Regions from separate parts of the Danio rerio genome. Here region 1 is linked to region 2. The links are chromatin contacts, called in public Hi-C maps. All regions are on one chromosome and are shown on one strand. Each heading gives the region's core, a stretch centred on a gene start, on an enhancer-like site or on the middle of the called end of the contact. The rest is flanking DNA. Distances are from core to core; before and after follow the strand shown.

Region 1 (3,438 bases), core at 67-2,566, 270 kb before region 2:
TTACACTTCATATTTTCAGATTTTTTTCCATAGTGTATGTATTAATTCCGGTACTTTCCATAAACCGACATGTCAACCACAGTGGCAGATTTAGTGATTCGGGGGTCATAAGCATCCGGCCATGGAGCCTGAAAATTCTAAAATACACCGTTTTCTCTTTAATTTCATTTTAATATATTTTGCTGTTTTTATTCTTATATCACTCAATTTCCTTTTCTACATTTTGTCTTAATGCAGAATAATGATAACAACATGTAAGCAGCTTGTAAACCTTTTCAATTATTTGTTTTCTTAAAATGGATTCACAACTAAAAATTATGAACTATTTCGCTTTTAAAACTAAATCTCTACCTAATTTAACTGCTGACTGATCCATTATTGAGGGTGGGGGACACATTTGCCCATTTGCGGTGTAATAAACATTAAACTTATTTTTTTAGACACCCGTCATACAAAATATGATAGTTATAATTTATTCTAGGTATTTATTTTGTGAACCCTTAGATTTCACTGGGCCAAGTGGACGCTTACCTTAATTCCGCCCCTGTCAACGATGTGGTAGAGGTTGATATTTTAGAAATTATGTGATGTGTTGAAAAAAATGCATTAGTGTTAACTAGCGACATTAGGAGTTAAGAAATGCAATCTTCGTGAGACAATTAACCCACCATACCTCTGACGAACATGCATGTAGGCCTATGTCTATATTGCGTCCGTTGGTAATAGATGTCTTTTGGACGTCCATCAGAAGTCCAATGTTCAGTGGGAAAGGGTTAATGTCGGCCTACTTGAAAGTTAATGTTTAAAATGTGTTTACACATCTTAATTTGGCAAGCATTATTTAAAATGCCCTTGTATTAAATATCAAGTGTAAAAGCTGACCAGATTAAAAAAAGAAAAGCAAACATACTGTGTCCAGCAGTCTAATTAATATTTATCAGGCGTGTGAGCGTTTCTTGGTAACCTTCCTGGGGAATCCAGCGTGTAATCTCATTAATATTTATAAACAATATCTCCTCCCTACTCTGATTGGTTGCGCCAACTTGCCAACGCCTGCCTTTCTGCAAATCACATTTCGTTATAAATATTCATAAGCATAGAAACGTAATTTTGAACCCCGCTGACCAATCACAGGAGTTAAAAAGTCTGACGTTCTGTATCCTAGGAGATTTTTCCCCTTTGCCTTTAAGCCGTGGCCTCTGATGCTCTACGCGCGCTCCTGCGCAAATCTGTGCCGGTTGCCTGGTCAACCAAATGCGCGTGCCCCTTCAAACCGATGTCGAGAGCGCGCAGTTGGGGGGACTTAGTGAAGCGGCTCGGCCAAAAATGAATTAGACACGAAGCTGGAACAAATTATGACGCGGGATTTGGTTTATTTGTGTAAATATAACGTGTAATGTATTATTCTAGCCAAACATTTGACTTTGGAGGCTTGTTTACAAACTCATCAGCACTGTTGGGGACGAATAAGATGAAGAGGATTTCTTGTCACTTCTTATCAATGCTAAAATATATTTGAAGAGGAATTACACTCTTTGCGTTTCCTTTTATGTGATATTGAGATTTTGGGTGCCTTTTTTGCACAATTTATACAATATTATATTTATTATAAGCATTTTTTCAAGTATAATTATTATTTTAACACTAACGACCTGCGCATGAAATCAGATTTTATTTGTTTACGGGGTTGTTTTGCTTAATTTAGAAGGATTTCTGTTTCTGATAATTTGTTATAATTAATTTCACCTGAAGACTTGGACTCCTCATATTGACGCCTTAAACATGTACGCGGGACGAAAAAGAAGAAAACCGGTGCAAAGGACGTGAGTGTTTAACAGAAAAGTGTGTGTCTGTGTGATGAATTAATGTAGCATATTGGATTCTGAGAGAACATGTAGCCCGACATTATATACAAAAACAAACCAATATTTAGCGATAATTAGTGGTTTATTAGTATTTTCCCTCAGAAACTCACAACAGTAATGTTGGTCGGATATAATCTCTTTAGGCCAGTCTGTCAGAAGTAAATATTTATATGTACTTTTATTATTTCATTTCAGTTAATCAAACGTGGTAGTATTATTAGTGCTTTTTGTGTTATTTGTGTGCGTAATAATGTTCTATTCCAATTCTCAGTACTGCTCGCTTGGTAATAATATGCTTACATAAGGCTTTACTGCTCTATTCTTTACCATGTACAAGAATGTACATTAAAATTCCTGCCTTAAATTGTAATATATCAAAAGATATCAGATTAGTGCTCTGGAATGCTGTTCTGAAAATGTACGGAGTGAAGTGATTGCTATTTTTGCTATCACACTTTTATTTAAAATATGATATCAAAATTCCTGTAAATTAGTTCATATACTTACTAACATGAACTATGTATGAACAGTGCTTGTAGAGCATATATTAATCATAGTACAACGTTTATTAATGGCTTATTAAAATAAAAATGTATGTTTTTTATCGTTGGTTAATGCACTGCGAGTTAACTTGAACTAATTGTATTTTTATTAACTGAATAAATGTGTTGTTTACTCTTTGTTCGTGTAAGGAAATGCAATAACTAATACAACCTTATTATAAAGTGTTACCAAAATATATTATTTGTATAATATATTTTTAATATATCTTTTTTTATTATTTGAATTATTGTTTTAATTTTATTTAGTAATTGACTTATTACATGATTTTACATAAACTTGCAAGATTTACCCTGGAATTTGAATTTATGTTGTGCACAATTATGTTCATATATTTGATTATTAATTAATGCTATTCTTTTAAAACACCTTCATTATTAACAGTTATGCCACCTAGTTTTAAAATCAAGTTTATATAGCTGTTACATAAAATAATCAAAGCAACTTATATATATTTATTTTTTTTTATAAATTATTATTGACATTGTTATTTATTTATTTTCTGTACATAACTTTAAACAGTCACATCAGTCTGCAGTGATTGTTTCATTCATAATGAAATCTTATTTACAGTAACAGCCCATTACATTTCATAATCTCTGCATGTATACGTGACGTGCGTGCCTGTGTGCGTGTACCAGGATTCAGATTTTACGCTAGGGTGGTGACCCGAAAGTGTTTTTTTGTACAAAGGTGCACACAAATTTCCCTTAAATCAAATACTGAAATGTATTATTATTCCTGAGAACAGTGCAGACCCAACAATATGCAAATCCATTAACACAACAGGCAGAAAGTTGACAATTGAGCAAATTTAGTGAAAACAACCATATAGTTATATGCAAATTGACTTTTGAGTGTGGCTTGTATATTTTCATGCCATCCAAACTGTCTTTTTTGGGGAAGTGGGGGGGGGGGGGGGGTGTCACCATTTAACCCATTGTTGAATAGTACTTCTGAAGTGTGTTATTGTATTCAGGGTGAAGCAGCCTCCAGCTGAAGGGGTGAAGTC
Region 2 (3,632 bases), core at 873-3,372:
GTTACATTTTTTGGGAGGCACACGTCAGCGTTGCCAACGGCGATGGCTATGCATCCACGCACCTGTGTTTGACAAAGAAGTATAATTCATCCTTTAGGATGGGCTATCAGATCAGTCATTTAGGGCGGGACAATCAGTCCTTTGGAGTGGGAATACCAATCATTTGGGGTGGGGATATCAGTTATTTAGAGCACTGATATCAGTCTTATTGGGTGGGGCTATCAGTCTTTTGTGGTCGAGATATCAGTAATATAAGGTGGGCTACCAGATCAGTCATTTAGAGCAGGACTATCAGTCCTTGGGGGAGCTATCATTCATTTTAGGGGAGGCTATGAGTCATTTAGGGTGGGGCTATACCGAGTGTTTTTTGCCTCATATCTGTGGCTTAAATTTATCTTGATCCGACATCTGTAAAATTGAGCTCTGCCACGTAATTATCAGGCATCTGAAAACCAGAGGGTCCTGACGGTGATTCCTGTGGACAGTAATTCTCAAAAACTTCTTCCTCCATTTTGTTAGTAACGGCTATCTTCCTATGATCCAATCAGTTCCCAAAGGACAAAATCATTTACTGTGTACATCATGGTAATGGAAAAAAAACAATCTTAACATCCTCAACAATTTTAACGTAGTAAATCTGAGTTTTAAAAGTCATTTATTCACAAAACCTGTTGTAAGGTTTAAGATACCTCAGACACTTTGATGTCTCCACATAAGGACAATACAAACACTGGGTGTAAACACACAGTCAGATATTTGCCTCCACACCACATGGAGTGAAAGTGCGGGAAAGCTTGTTTCCTCCTATCCTTTGTTTACATTTGATATTACTCCCTTCCTCTCCACTAAATGAAGATTTTTGCTTATCCTAGTTGTACTTTTTTGTTGTTTGTATGTTTTAGTTCTGAGAGAAAATCTTGCTAACTCGTAGCACTAGCATAGCATTTCATTTAACATTAATTGACAATTCATCCGATTACTTGAGCTAAAAATATTCAAACAACTATAAATTATATGATTCGGATGTTAAAATAAACCAAAAACTGACCTCTAAGATCTACTACAACACAGATGACTCTAAACAGGAAGCAGCCAGGTTTGTCACCTTTTCTGTTGTGATCTGCACTATTTGCAGCATGTTTCTGTATTTGCATGTATTGAAAAGTGATGTTTTCTCAGTTTGTTAGTGTTTTTCTAGTTGCATGTTTTCCAAACGCAGTACATTTGCAAGTCCTGAAGGCTGAATATTTAAAATTGGCTGAAAATTCACCCAAAAATGAAAATTCAGTTTATTCATTTTTTCTTCCTCTAAAACTTCCTGTTTGAATTTCATTCTTCTGTTGAACACAAAGGAAGATATTTTGAAGAATACTGGAAAAAAAAAACTAATGTTCATGGTATTGTTTTATTAAAGTGTGTTTTCCCAACATTCTTCAGAATATTTTATTTTGTGTTCAACAGAAGAAGGAAATTCATAAAAAGTTCCCACTTTATAAGTGGCCTTAACTTCTAGGCACTTACATCAAAAAATAAATACAATGTACTTACTTTGTTTATAGTATATTGACGTGGGATACAGATCACGTTCTGGACAGGTTTGGTAGTATGGCTAGGTTTAGTGATAGGTTAAGGTGTAACAGTATAATTTAAAATTTAATTACAGATGTAATAGTTTTTTAATCAATTTTAAGTACATTGTAAAAACATGTATTTACACAATAAGTACACTGTAACAAATGATTAATTTCAGTGTAAGTCCATATTAGTAAAGACAACTTAATATAAAGTGGAACCGAAAAACACTTGAGTGTGTGTAAATATTACATTTTTGAGGGAACTATGCTTTTAAAATGCACAACATCACAATATATGCATTTGCTGTTTACACAGTGACAATAATGATATGAAATATATGACAAAATATGATATCTTTGTTGTTTTAACCAGTATATTTTCCTCAACACTGTTGTTGTTTATATTAATGGCCAATTAGTTTTGTCAGTTGTGCAAATATACAGTACATCAATGTTAATCTTACCTCCTTGTTACGTCCCTCTGAGAAATTAGGTACACACTCCACCAGTTTAGCCATGACTGCAAGAGCTTTCCTCACACACACTTCAATACTGACCCTAAAGTTGAACTTTTAAAGCGGGCGGCATGCATGTGTTTTGAATAATTAACCCGTCTCTTGGACTGGATTCAGGTCATTTAATGATTCCCCTGTCTTCACAGATAAACGCTTTTGGAGAGGGGTCGCCGTCAAACATTGTTTGGGGACGTTTTTAATCTGGCTCCTGAATAATGTTGGTTTATTAATGGTCAAAGATTGAAGCTTAAATGGATTGTTTACACCCAAAATATTTAATATACTCACTATTTACTCACCCTCAAGTGATTAGAAATTATTAAGAGTTTCTTTCTTTGGTTGAACACAAACTAATAAGGGTATTTCAAAGAAAGCTAAAAACCCTCATCTTCCATAGTAGGAAAGACAAATACTATGGAAGTCAACGGTTACAGGTTTTCATCATTCTTCAAAATATCTTCTTTTGTGTTTTTCAGAAGAAAGAAAGTTGTAAACGTTAGAAAGAAGTCTAAGGTGAGCAAATGATGACAGAATTTTTAATTGTGAGTGCACTATCCCTTTAATCATAGACAGAGATTTGGCTTTCAGTATGTACTGTAGTAACAAGTAAATTGTGAATTGATAAAGCAGACGGTTTAATAAATGACTCTTGAAAAGCACCCAGACAGTTGCATCATGACCAAGCTGGGACGTCTGTTAATGACTGATCCAGAAATAGGCCAAAGAGCTGAAGGAGGAGCACAGATTTAGACCTTCTGTGTTTTTGGATGGAACACAGGTCTGATACACCCGCCTGTTAAAGTGACACCAATGTTATGCAAGAGTGAGGAGGGTAAAGTTCAAAAAAACAGAAGATAGTTGCTTATGGGGTCTGCATGTGGTCAAAATACTTGCAAAAAAAAAACATTTTAGGAGGAGTAGCTCAAATAAAATAATTAAAAGTAATTAAAATAAATAAATAAATAAAATATTTAAAATAATTAAAGTGGCAATAATAATAAAAATAATAATTTAACAGCATGCACTGTCAACCCTGGCACCTTAGACAGGCAGGTGTAAGCCTTTCAAATCGTGTCCTGAATTTCCCACAGGTGAACTCTAATTAAGCTGCTGAAACATCTTAAGAATGATCAGTGGACACAGAATGGACCTGAGCTCAATTTAAAGCTTCACAGCAAAGGCTGTCAATACTGATGTACATGTGATTCTTCAGGTTTTTTTTTTTTTCATTTTAATAAATTTGCAACAATTTCAAAAAATCTTTTTTCTCATTATCGTTATGGCGGATTGCGTGTAAAGTTGTGAAGAAATAAATTAATCTAATCCATTTTGGAATAAGGCTGTAACATGAAAATTTGTGGGAAAAGTGAAGCTCTAGGAATACTTTACACTTGATATGTATACAGGTTGTATATGAACAGAGTTTACAATAGACAAATATAGGTACAGGTTGCTATCAATAATCAGAGGTATGCAGAAAGATATGGACATGATAACAAATGTATATGTACAGTGGGTAAATGTAAAATTCAAGATGAATTAG

The links. Hi-C and Micro-C count contacts between places; a contact is called where the count stands out from the background.
Region 1: a Hi-C map of hematopoietic stem cells shows a contact between it and region 2, with 2.2 times the contacts expected there. The contact joins the promoter of ahr1b here to the promoter of ftcd in region 2. A contact is called at or near these places in 1 of 18 Hi-C or Micro-C datasets (hematopoietic stem cells) and 1 of 4 datasets of contacts at active chromatin or transcription factors (embryo).

Annotation. Positions count from the first base shown.
Region 1 is chr22:12,735,202-12,738,639 of GRCz12tu, reverse strand. It overlaps ahr1b (aryl hydrocarbon receptor 1b), which reads left to right and starts at 1,316. Exons shown (of 11, transcript NM_001024816.2): 1 at 1,316-1,823; 2 at 3,406-3,438. The coding sequence starts at 1,783. It overlaps LOC141380186 (a long non-coding RNA gene), which reads right to left and starts at 1,082. Exons shown (of 2, transcript XR_012397807.1): 1 at 911-1,082; 2 at 1-787.
Region 2 is chr22:12,462,560-12,466,191 of GRCz12tu, reverse strand. It overlaps ftcd (formimidoyltransferase cyclodeaminase), which reads right to left and starts at 2,122. Exons shown (of 14, transcript NM_201077.2): 1 at 2,039-2,122. The coding sequence starts at 2,092.